Linked DNA regions of Sus scrofa: region 1 is linked to region 2. Evidence: chromatin contacts called from public HiChIP or PLAC-seq data. All regions are on one chromosome and are shown on one strand. Each heading gives the region's core, a stretch centred on a gene start, on an enhancer-like site or on the middle of the called end of the contact. The rest is flanking DNA. Distances are from core to core; before and after follow the strand shown.

Region 1 (5,939 bases), core at 986-3,485, 52 kb after region 2:
TAGTTCAGGAATTTTGGTTCAGGTTAATTTCCCAAACTGACATCTTCTGAAGCATTTGGAGCAGAAACAAAGAAATGGTGAGGGCAGGGAAAAATACAATTTAAAGAGATAAATGTCCTTTGAATCCAATGAAAGAGGCTTTCTCCCTAGTCTTTCCAATATGACTAGTTTGGCTATGGGGTGCTGAAGTACTATCCTCCGTCAAGCTTACTTTGGCTTTAAAAAGTTACATGAGAAGTTCCCGATGTGGCGCAGCGGATAATGAATCCGACTAGGAACCATGAGGTTGCAGGTTTGATCCCTGGCCTTGCTCAGTGGGTTAAGGATCTGGCGTTGCCGTGAGCTGTGGTGTGGGTCGCAGACATGGCTTGGATCCCGCGTTGCTGTGGCTCTGGCGTAGGCCAGCAGCTACAGCTCCGATTCGACCCCTAGCCTGGGAACCTTCATATGCCGCGGGTGCGGCCCAAGAAATGGCAAAAAGACAAAAAGACAAAAAAAAGTTACATGAGCATTTCCATCAAGTAAACCCCCTGGTGGCAGATAAATTTTGTCACTGATGCTAATGCCCTCATGCAGATAAAGCCATATCATTGCAAAGCCATGAACTGGTCTGGTTTACCCGCAATACCTCTAAAGTGGGCCCTTCCAGAACCCTAATTGCAGTGTCCAGTTCAAATTGCCCCACGTACCTATTTGTATTCTATTCTTATGGAATACATAGTGGCCAAAGTCCAGTTTCTTCCTGAATGATGTGGTCTGTCTATGATTAGAGACGATTACAGGGTAGGCCAGATAATCCAGGGAACTGTTCATCTTCTCTTCCTAGTCTCACTTCAGAAATAAGGCACCCACGCTCCTCTGTGAGGTACTTAGCTGTCCCCATGACCGGTTGTCATAGTTACTCAGTTATGACATCAGGGACAGGTTCCAGGGAAGAAGGAGGAGCAGTGGAGCATGCCAGGCTGTCCCTGGACTTCTCTTTTGAAAGCTAATGTAGGTTCAAGTCAAGATGAGGGCTGACATTAGAAAGTTTCCCACTTGCCTGGTATGCAGTGCCACCAATAGCAGCAGGAAGAGGTATGGTGTCTGGGAAGGCCAGAAAGGCACTGGGGTGGGGGTGGGGGGATGGAGAAATCTAGCCCTGGTTACGCTTGGACTCTAAGCCAAGTAATCTCCCCGGCAATGGTTTCCCTGAAGGTATGAGCCCACAGCTGTTTGCAGAGGTGAAAGATGAACTTGATGATTTGATTCCATGTCTTCACTTTTGCAGATGAGGCGAAAGTCCAGAGCAACAGCCAAGCTGCTCTAGAACAAGTTAGTGGAAGAACAAGTTCAGGATGTGGGTTTCCTGAATTCTCAGGACCACGGATGTTTTTTGGAGACGTTGGGCTTCGGGTGAGCTGCCATTGGGGGAGGTCAGAGACCTGTCGCTTTTGCTGGTAGTGGGATCTCGTAAATGATGAGTTGCTGACATCGTGTGGCTCATAGTGGGCTGGCAGCTGCTCCAGGAAGGGCTGCAAAGGAGCGGGATGCATCTCCACACCGGCACTGGGCGTAGCACCTAGTAAGTGTCCTATGCAATTGCTGATAAAAACAGGGAGAACACCTCCCCAGTGCTCACTATGTGGAGCCCGGGGGTTTCCTGGAATGCTACATTTAATCTTTCAAACAACCCTAGGAGTTAGGGGCTAAACCCCATTTTTTCAGCAAAAAAAAAAAGTTACATCATTCCCCAGGGCTACCTATGCTTGCTTGCAGAGCCCAAGCTTTAAGTACGATGCCGACTCTCATTGAAGGTTGGAAGAAATGTGCCCCAGAGTTGGGCTTCTCAAACGTTAACCTTCGCAGAGATTTCCAGGGAGGCTTGTAAAATGCTTATTCTCCTTCAGCAGGTCTGAGCTGGGGTGCAGATTCTGCTTTCCTGGCCAGCTCCCGGGTAATACCAGAGCTGCTGGTCTGCAGCCGGCAGTCCGAGCTCCCAAACGGAACCCGTGTGTCCCTGAATTCCTGAAAAACCGAGGGACACTTGGTGTGCCGCGGTCCAGAGGAACTTTTATTGCGCCCCGCATTTCGTCCAGTGGCGGTACCGGACTGCCGCGCCTTAGCGGGGGGTGGAGGTGGGACGAAGACCATCGCCCCTCCCCGAACCCCGGCCGGAGCTCCAGAGCCGCAGCATCTCCGCCCGCGGACGCAGGCCTCGGAGTCTTCCCCCGCGTCCGCCCGGCGCCTGGCGGCGCGCGTACCTCCCAGAAGCGGAACGCGCCTGGCCGCCCGCGCTCCGCCGCTTTCCGCGCCCGGCGGGCCCGCCTCCGGGGCGGGACGGGGCGGGTCCCGGCTCCGGAGCCCCCGCCCAGCTGACCCGGCCGCTCTCCCCTCGCTCGCGGTTGCCCCGGCGTGCAGGGCCCGGCCGCCGCCATGTCGGGCCCGGTGGAGCTCTCGGTGCAGGATCTCAACGACCTGCTCTCGGACGGCAGCGGCTGTTACAGCCTCCCAAGCCAGCCCTGCAACGAGGTCACCCCCAGGATCTACGTGGGCAACGCGTGAGTCGCCGCTCCCGGGTCGCAGCCCCGCCAGCCCCTCCCCGGGGCGCCCCGCCCACCAGAGGGCTGGGGTGGGGGCGTCGGCGGGCGTGGGTGGGGGGAGCCGGGGCGGGGTCCCTCCTCCGGAAGCCGCGGCGGGGGCTGGGCGGGGGCTGAAGTCGCCGCCCACCGCCTCGCTTGGGGCCGAGGGGCCGGACCCCGCCCCGGCCCAGCGCGGTCCTTCCCTTCGCGTGATGCCCGGGGTCGGGGGTGCTCGGCCAGCCCGATGTCCAGTCCGAAGCCCACTCTCCAGGGGCACGGCCCTGGGCGGGGTCGGGGCTACCAGTTTCATTTAACAGGTGGCCCTCTGTCACCCGGCCGGTCTCCGGCCCCGCGTGTCATGTGACAGCTGCCTGGTTCTGCAGTGAGGTCACCGCGGAATGTCTGCCTTTGCTCCCTTGGCAACGGGCTGACGTCACACTTCGGGCGTGGAACTTTCCTGGCCGGGCAGGCCCAGGGCCGGGAATTGAAAGATCCCAAACTCGGGATCCAGGGACCCGGGCCTTGGTTTTCTCGCTTCTCCCCCAGCTTTCCAAATAGGGTGTGATGTACCTGAAGTTCTAGAACAATCCAATGATAAACCCCCTAAGGACCTGAACCATCACTTAGAAAAGGCTGCGGACCTTCTCCCCATCAGGAAGTGCATTTATTATTTATCCCTTAGGAGTTCTTACCAAATTGATTTTTTCATTTTCTCATAGTCAAACTACCAGTAAGAATTTCTGAGCGGCAGGAGGGAACCAGTGTTGCCCGTTCTGAGAGGTGCTGAAATACCAGCCAAAAGGCAAAAATAGATTACCATGCCTGTACAGCCGTGGGAGGGCACGGGTTGGATTTTCCTGAGACTCTGAGAATCCAGTTCCAAGGACTGCCGTACAAATGGGGGTCATCGTGGAGCTAGGGGGTCTGGAAGGCAGTTTCCAGCTTCACGAGGCCGGTGTTATCCATTTAATCATTTACCATATTGAGCCTCCCTGTGTGTTGGGCATTGAACAAGGCTCATTCACAGTAGAGTTACTAGTGTTAATGATAAAGCTGTTGAATGTTGCTGTTGGCTTAGTGTAAGAGAAGGGAGCTGCATGGTAGGGACTCTTCAAAGTTGTTTTAGTGTTTAAAAAATTTTTTTTATTATGGTTGATTTACATTGTTCTGTCCATTTCTGCTGTACAGCAACGTGACCCAGTCATACATAGATAGGTATACACTCTTTTTCTCACACTGTCTTCCTTGATGTTCTATCACAATATATTAGTGTTTTTTTGAAGGAGCCACTGCTTTATAGTGTAGTGCAGGGTTGTGATAGCCAAAGGCACCCTGCAAAGTTCTGAGGAGAAGCCGCTCTCCAGCCACTCAAGCAGCAAGTGGCCTTGGCACGCTGGGAATCCCTGTTCTCTTAGGCATCTTGGCCCCTTCAGCTGTCACCACTTCCCAATCGAAAACCAAGGTTGTGACTATCTGGTGGTAGTCACAGGTGACAGGTGCTGATGGCCACTGGAGAAAACACATCCTTTGCCCTTGAGTAAATCTGACCTTGACATCTGACCCACCCTTGTGTGGGGTGCTTAGCAAGAAGGATTGACTGAGTACCAGTATCACCCCTGCACCCCAGGGTTGGGAGTGCCTTAAAAGCAGGGCTCCTGATCAAAGCTCACAGGGCGGAGATGAGCCTGGATGAGCCACGTTTTCTGGCTCTCGGGATTTGCAGTTGATGTGGGCACGAGAGGCAGAGTGAGGGAGAAGATGGAGCAGGGCTGGTGTCAGGAGGAAGGAGGGCTCCTCCCAGCCCTGCCGCACAGCAGCCGGTGTCAGCACACACACACACATATCCTTCCGCTGTCCCATCAGGCCAGAGTTTAAGCTCTGTCCTTCCTTCCTCACCGGGCTGCTGTGACAGGCAAACAAGACCATGCAAGAGAAGGCGTTTTGTAACGTATAAACCGCTGTTTGAATTGGGACGTTGTTGTGAGATGAAATAAAGGAGGCCTTTGACTATTCAGATCGAATGTTTTGTAACCCCCATGGTTCTGTTGGGGCCACTTGCTCCCCGAGTGCTTACTCATCCGAGAGAGCTGCAGAAAGGTGGCAAGTGGCTATGGCAGGAAGCACCCCTCTGGGGGACGGAAGGGGGCCGCTGCACTTTCTAATTCAAGGAAGAGGCTGCCTGGGATGTGCTGATTTCATTCTTCCCTGACTCATCACATGTTCGTTCAGCGCCTAGAGTGTACAGGTGCCATAGCATTTGCTGGACATAGAGACATGGAGCAGATGTGGCTCCTCCCTCGAGGAGCTCACACCCTGGGCAGCTAAGCAAATAAGCACAATCGAGCTTCAGGATAGTGGCACTGACCTCCGCGTCAGGCCCTGTCTATAGAACAGCTCATTTGACCCTCTGAACAGCCCCAGGAGTAGGTACTGTTATCATCCCCATTTTACAGATGGGGGAACTGAGGCACGGAAAAGTTATGTGGCTTGTTTGCAATTGCCTGGCTTACGGTGTGTGGCAGCGCTGGAGTCAGATCCGGGCAGTCTGGCTCCAGAGCCCATTTTTAGCCACCTCCACGGGGCAGGGAGCCTGATGCCAAATGGAGTGGAGGGGAGAGCAGGAAATACTGCCGAGGGTGATGAAAAATGAGAGGGTGCGTGTCCGAGAAGAAGGTGGAGAAATGCATTCCAGGCAGAGGGAACAGCGTGGGCATGAAAGCACCCAGTCTATTTGGGGCATGTCATTAGATCCGGCTAGAGTGAGGGCAGAGGGTCATAAGCTGGGGCTGGAGGAGCCGGCAAGGGCCAGAGCATGGAGGGTTCCTTGTGGGGTCAAGAGGCTTAGGATCTTCTCCAGCTTCCTCCCCCGAAGGCTGCCAGGTGGTCTGTTGACCATCCCCCGCTGCTGTCTCCTGTCCAGGTCTGTGGCTCAGGACATCCCCAAGCTGCAGAAACTGGGCATCACTCATGTCCTGAATGCGGCTGAGGGCAGGTCTTTCATGCACGTCAACACCAATGCCAACTTCTACAAGGACTCAGGCATCACCTACCTGGGCATCAAGGCCAACGACACGCAGGAGTTCAACCTCAGCGCCTACTTTGAAAAGGCGGCGGACTTCATCGACCAGGCCCTGGCTCAGAAGAATGGTAAGGGACCCGCCACCCAGGAAACCGTGGGAGGCAGCTTTGAGTGGACTTTTTCTAGAAAACGAGCCCCCGACAGACCTCCACTTGGAAAGCCTGGCGTTTCCTGTCTCTTATGTTGAATGACCGAGAGCTTTTGGTCTCTCCTCGCTCTCTCTGCTCACTTGGCTGCCTGTCACATGGCCCCATGTCACCCAGGGTGTACACACCTGTCACACAGCAGCGGCCCCCGGG
Region 2 (5,740 bases), core at 252-2,751:
GGCTGGTGATGGGGAAGCTCTTGATTCAGCCAGCCTGGAGTGTGAATCCCAGCACAGCCACTTAGTAAACTGTGTGACCCTGGGGAAATTGCTTGACCTCTCTGGGCTGCTGAATTTTCTCACCTGTAAATGCTGGTCATGTCTGATTTCATGGAATTAAGATGCTATTATAGGCAAGATCCACTATAATTTTATATAACATTAAGAAACAAACACTGTCAATTGAGCAACTGCATCTCATTTGTTTTTTCTTTTTAGGGCTGCACTCGCGGCATACGGAAACTCCCAGGCTAGGGGGCGAATTGGAGCTACAGCTGCCAGCCTAAACCACAGCTCACTGCCGCGCTGGATTCCCCACCCCACTGAGCCAGGCCAAGGGGTCAAACCTGCATCCTCATGGATCCTAGTCAGTTCATTAACCACTGAGCCACAAAGGGAACTCCCTGCATCCTGTTTTTATGTTGAAGATAAAGGGTTTTTTTTTAAAAAAAGCAGACTTGTGAATCGATGAGACAGAAGAACTTTTTACCTTTCGGGGTAGTTGAACGTGGCATAGCAGAAGTTCAAAAAATTTTTGCTGAGTTTTACGTGGCAACCATATAAAGGGTGTCTTTTGGGCATCCTGGCTTGGCACAGAGTCAAGAAAAGAAGACCCAAAGCGACATAAAGCTGCTTTCACAGCCACTCAGCCACCAAGGGTCTAGACCCCACAGGTCTGGGGGAAGATCTGACTCTGGGTTCCAGAAACAGCAAGTGCAGGCTCCCTCTGAGGACTGAGGGCAAGTAGGGTGGGGTGAAGCCTGGAAGGATCAGGTGGTTGGGTTGGGTCACAGCCTCAAGGCTCTGCTGGGGGTGGGGAGGGGGGAAAGAAAGGAAATGTAGGTTCCGGAGGTTTTGTCCCTGCAGACCCAACGCGCGGGAACGAGTCCCCGCATCCCTCCACCCGCGCCCCCCTCTCACCTGGGAGCACGAGGCAGGCCCACAGCAGGACGAGCGGCCGCATGGTGAGCGCTGGCCGCGCGGGAGCGCACACTGGGAGCTGGGAGCTCCTCTCCACCGCCGCGCTGCGCGGGGCTTCGACTTCCTCCAGAGGGGATGCCGAAGAGGAAGGCAGGGGAGGGGCCGCGCGGGTCACCCCTCTGCGCCCCAGCGCCGGACCGGAAGGCGCCTCTGCCTTTCCCTCCGTGCACTTCTCCCAACCCGTGCCCTTGCAGGGGGTCTTAACCATGCCCCTGGCCACGCACCCCGGAGGGTCTGTGCGCACCATTCGGGGAGTCCATGAATCTCGGTGGGAAACATCTTGACTTTCACTAACCTTTAAGTGATATTTATCTTTTCCTTATGAGTGTCGTGTTCGCAGCGCTGTGACTTTGTCACCAATGAACATCACACATTAGCACTTTAAGTTGTCACCAATCGCTTGAAATACTGCTGTGCACGCACCTCACTACTTGGAAAATTGTGTGCTATTAGATTTGCCTCTACGGTTTTACGCAGTTACAAATTACATAATTATTACACAGCCATTAATATTTTGGTAACCACTTCAATATTATTATTGGTCTTTTAAGCATATGTATTTCATGTTATATGTTTAAAAGATCATTACGCTAACACGTGATCCGTAGGCTTCACCAGACTGCCAAACGGTCAAAGGTACATAGGTCCCTCCTTCCCACGGCCTCCCTGGGGGCGCAGTACCGCCCTCGGCCACGCGGCGGCAGTGCAAGCGGGGGTGAAGGAAGCTGAGCGGGGTACCTGCAGCCCCCTGCAGGCCCCGCGAAAAGGCGGCTCTCCCCAGGAGCGCTGAGCTGTCCGGGAGTTTAAAAAAGTGAATTAGAGGTTTTTTGTCACAGAATTGAATCCTTAGGGGTAAGAGAAAAAAACAAAAACAAAAACAAAAAGACCCACGCACTCTAGAAGGGGTCCTGACATATAGTTTTCCAAAATAGCTCTGTGGGGTCTTTTTCCTTATTGCAAAGGTTATACAAGTTGTAAGCAAAATTTTACACAGTGCAGAAATGCTTAAAAAAAAAAAAAGGAATTCTCTGGTGGCTCAGTGGGTTGGGATCAGGTGTTGTCACTGCTATAGCTTGGCTTTGACCCCTGAGTAGGGAACTTCCGCATGCTGTGCACCAGGGGGAAAAAAAAAAGAATGGGAACGTCTCCTGTTATTCTCCTTCTTTCTTAGAAAACCACTGTTAATATTTTGACATATATACCTCCACATAAACAGGTGGAATTTTTACCCACTTGCCGGGCTGGTATTTGAGGCATTAACTCAGTGCTTCTGGGAGGGGAGCCTGTGTGTGTGATTCTGATGATGTGGAAGATTTTTTTTCTTTTGGCTGCGCCCATGGCATGTGGAAGTTCCCCAGCCAGGGATCGAATCCGTGCCACCAGCGTCAAGGCCTGATCCTTAACCTGCTGAGCCACCAGGGAACTCCACGTAGTAGATATGTTTTAATTTTACTGTTAAAATTAAACGGGGGTGCTGCTGGCATTTAATGGACAGGGCCAGGGGTCACATAGCTGAAAACTCTGTTATGATCACAGACTACAAAGGGTAATCAGTTTTTGCAGTTTTACCAACACAGCTTAAAATGTATTTATTCTGGTGTTTAATAGCATATCTCTGCTCTTTTGGGGGGGGTCCTTATACAGGGTAATTTCCTGATCTTGTTATTTTTCTGGAATCCTAACTTGACACTTGAAATCTGTGTTATTTGGTTAAAAATTGTTTCCCTTTGATTTTTTTCCCTTCTGTTACAGCTTAGGCATCATATTGTGGTTTTTAAAAACGAAGAGTGTGAAAAGGCCCATTATTTATGATGGCCACTGTGGGGAGAGTAAACGAAGTGTTTTTTTATTTTTTTGTCTTTTTGTCTGTTTAGGGCCACACCTGCGGCATATGGAGGTTCCTAGGCTAGAGGTCCAATCTGAGCTGTAGCCGCCAGCCTACACCACAGCCACAGCAACACCGGATCCGAGCCGCGTCTGTGACCTACACCACAGCTCATGGCAATGCCGGATCCTTAACCCACTAAGCGAGGCCAGGGATTGAACCCGTAACCTCATGGTTCCTAGTCGGATTTGTTAACCATTGAGCCATGATGGGAACTCCAGAAGTGTTCTTTTTATTTTGACAAGAGGGTGTCGGGTCTGCTGTGCAGCACCCCAACACCTGGCTCCCTTCGAGTGTATTGTGAGGTCCGTCCCTCCACCCTGCCAGCCCCACACCTGGCCAGGAGCAAGGTTCGAGGGCTCTGTTAGAAAGAGATCTCCAGGCCCAGAAGTGGTACAAGAGCTGGGGAGAAGGCCCAAGATCGGGGCACTGGTCTGGGCTCTGCCACTGGTCCCATGTTGTACTGGGGCCAATGAGTAGAACCCCGCCTCCTCCATACACAGTAGGTTTGGGGATCTGAAGGGAGAGGACACTTGCTTCCTGCTTCCCGGAGCTCTGGAAGGTGCCCTGCCCTCACAGCCTAGGAGAGCAGGGGGCAAACTGTTTCCTGGACCAGTGAGCTTGGGGCAGTCTCGCCACATCCTCATGGCATCCGTAAGCCCAAGAATGGTTTGGCCATGCTTGGTGTTGCCATGGCTGGGATGAAGGGATGGGGCAGCCGGCATGGGGAGGAGGAAACAGCCACACCGGAGCCCACAGGAAGCCGGAGAGTCTAGCAGATGCCAGCAGGGGCAGATGAAGAGGAGGGTGTGGAGAGAGACCCAGGGTGTTGTTTATATCCAACAACGACGGGGGAGGAGTTCCTGTTTTGGTTCCGTGGTAACGAACACGACTCGTATCCATGAGGACGTGGGTTCCATCCCTGGTCCTACTCAGTGGGTTAAGGATCCGGCGTTGCTGTGGCTGTGGTGTAGGCCGGCAGCTGCAGCTCCAATTCAGCCTCTAGTCTGAGAACTTCTGTATGTGGAAACTGTGGCCCTAAAAAAGAAAAAAAAAAAAGGGGATGAGCCACAAGCTGGAGAGAGCCCGGATCCCTGAGTCACCACTTGGAAGAGAGCTCCCTCTCTTCCAAGCCAACAGCAAGATTTGGTGTGAGCAAGAGATAGATTTTGATGTGTTTGGCCACTGAGACTTTGGTTTGTTTCTGGGGCAAAGCTTAAATGCCACAGCTTTGGAGTTCCCGTCGTGGCGCAGTGGTTAACGAATCCGACTAGGAACCATGAGGTTGCGGGTTCAGTCCCTGCCCTTGCTCAGTGGGTTAACGATCCGGCATTGCCGTGAGCTGTGGTGTAGGTTGCAGACGCGGCTCGGATCCCGCGTTGCTGTGGCTCTGGCGTAGGCCAGTGGCTGCGGCTCTGATTCGACCCCTAGCCTGGGAACCTCCATATGCCGCAGGAGTGGCCCAAAGAAATAGCAAAAAGACAAAAAAATAAAAAATAAAAAATAAAAAAAAAATAAATGCCACAGCTTTTTGTTGTTTCACATGTATTTCATCCTCTGATTCACCTAAAGCTTCCCCTCCCCAACCAGTGGCAAACTCAACTGTTCAACTTCCTCCACTGTACAAATCTGACAACTGCTTTCAAGATTTTCTTCTTCTTCTTTTTTTTTTTTTTTTTTTGGTCTTTGCTGCACCCATGGCATATGGAGGTTCCCAGGCTAGAGGGGTGGAACCAGAGCCGCAGCTGCCAGCCTAACTACAGCCATAGCAATGCCAGATCCGAGACTGGAGCTAGTGGCAACACTAGATCCTTAGCCCATTGAGCTTGGCAGGGATGGAGCCTGTATCCTCATGGGTACTAGTTGGGTTCGTTACTGCTGAGCCACAACGGGACCTCTGCTTTCAAGATTTTTATGTTGACTATTTTAAGGAGTTTTTACTTCTAGGAATGCCAGTGGGGCCATGGGGGAGGGCAGCAATGTAAGACTAAGTACTTAGGATCTTCCTCCTTCAGAAGCTGGATAAAATAGACATATATTTTAAAATATTCTCAAAAACCTTGAATGCTAATGCAATGTGGTGTCTTGGATTGGATCCCAGAAGAAAGAAAGGGTATTAGAAAAACTAGCTCGGAGTTCCCATCGTGGCTCAGTGGTTAACGAACCCTACTAGCATCCATGAGGACGGAGGTTCAATCCCTGGCCTTGTTCAGTGGGTTAAGGATCTGGCGTTGCTGTGAGCTGTGGTGTAGGTTGCGGATGTGGCTCGGATTCTGAGTTGCTGTGGCTGGGGTGTAGGCCAGCAGCTGCAGCTCCAATTGGACCCCTAGCCTGGGAGCCTCCATATGCCTCAGGTGCGGCCCTAAAAAGACCAAACAAACAAACAAAAAAAGGTCCCAATCCCAGAGTTCCCCCTGTGGCACAGTGGGTTAAGGACCCGGTGTTGCCGCAGCTGTGGTGTACCTCACAGTGGAGGCTCGTATTTGATCCCTGGCCCAGGGACTTTCACATACCGAGGGTGCAGCCAAAAAAAGAAAAAAGGAAAGTGGTTCTTGTCTGTGTAGAGAGGTTGCTAAGGTGGAGGGGGTTGGGGAGTGGATGGACTGGGGGTCGGGGTTGGCAGGTGTAAGCTTTTATATATAGAATGGATAAACAGTAAGGTCCTACGCTACAGCACAGGGACATATATTCAATATCCTATGATAAACCAGAATGGAAAAGAATGTTTTTTAACTACATATATATATATGTAACAATCACTTTGCTGTGCAGCAGAAATTAACACAACAATTTAAATCAATTAATAAATAAACTTAAGGAGTTCCTGCTGTGATG

What was found. HiChIP or PLAC-seq counts read pairs in DNA pulled down with a chosen protein or histone mark.
Region 1: a contact with region 2 is called in an H3K27ac HiChIP or PLAC-seq map of skeletal muscle. The contact joins the promoter of C12H17orf105 here to the promoter of CD300LG in region 2. A contact is called at or near these places in 11 of 47 Hi-C or Micro-C datasets (embryonic fibroblasts, epiblast stem cells, fetal heart ventricle and 6 more) and 2 of 2 datasets of contacts at active chromatin or transcription factors (alveolar macrophages and skeletal muscle).

The regions. Positions count from the first base shown.
Region 1 is chr12:19,333,986-19,339,924 of Sscrofa11.1, forward strand. C12H17orf105 reads right to left here and starts at 2,236. Exons shown (of 6, transcript XM_003131374.6): 1 at 690-2,236. The coding sequence starts at 813. DUSP3 (dual specificity protein phosphatase 3) reads left to right here and starts at 2,323. Exons shown (of 3, transcript XM_003131360.6): 1 at 2,323-2,540; 2 at 5,482-5,708. The coding sequence starts at 2,416.
Region 2 is chr12:19,282,904-19,288,643 of Sscrofa11.1, forward strand. It overlaps CD300LG (CMRF35-like molecule 9), which reads right to left and starts at 1,502. Exons shown (of 7, transcript XM_021066907.1): 1 at 961-1,502. The coding sequence starts at 1,267.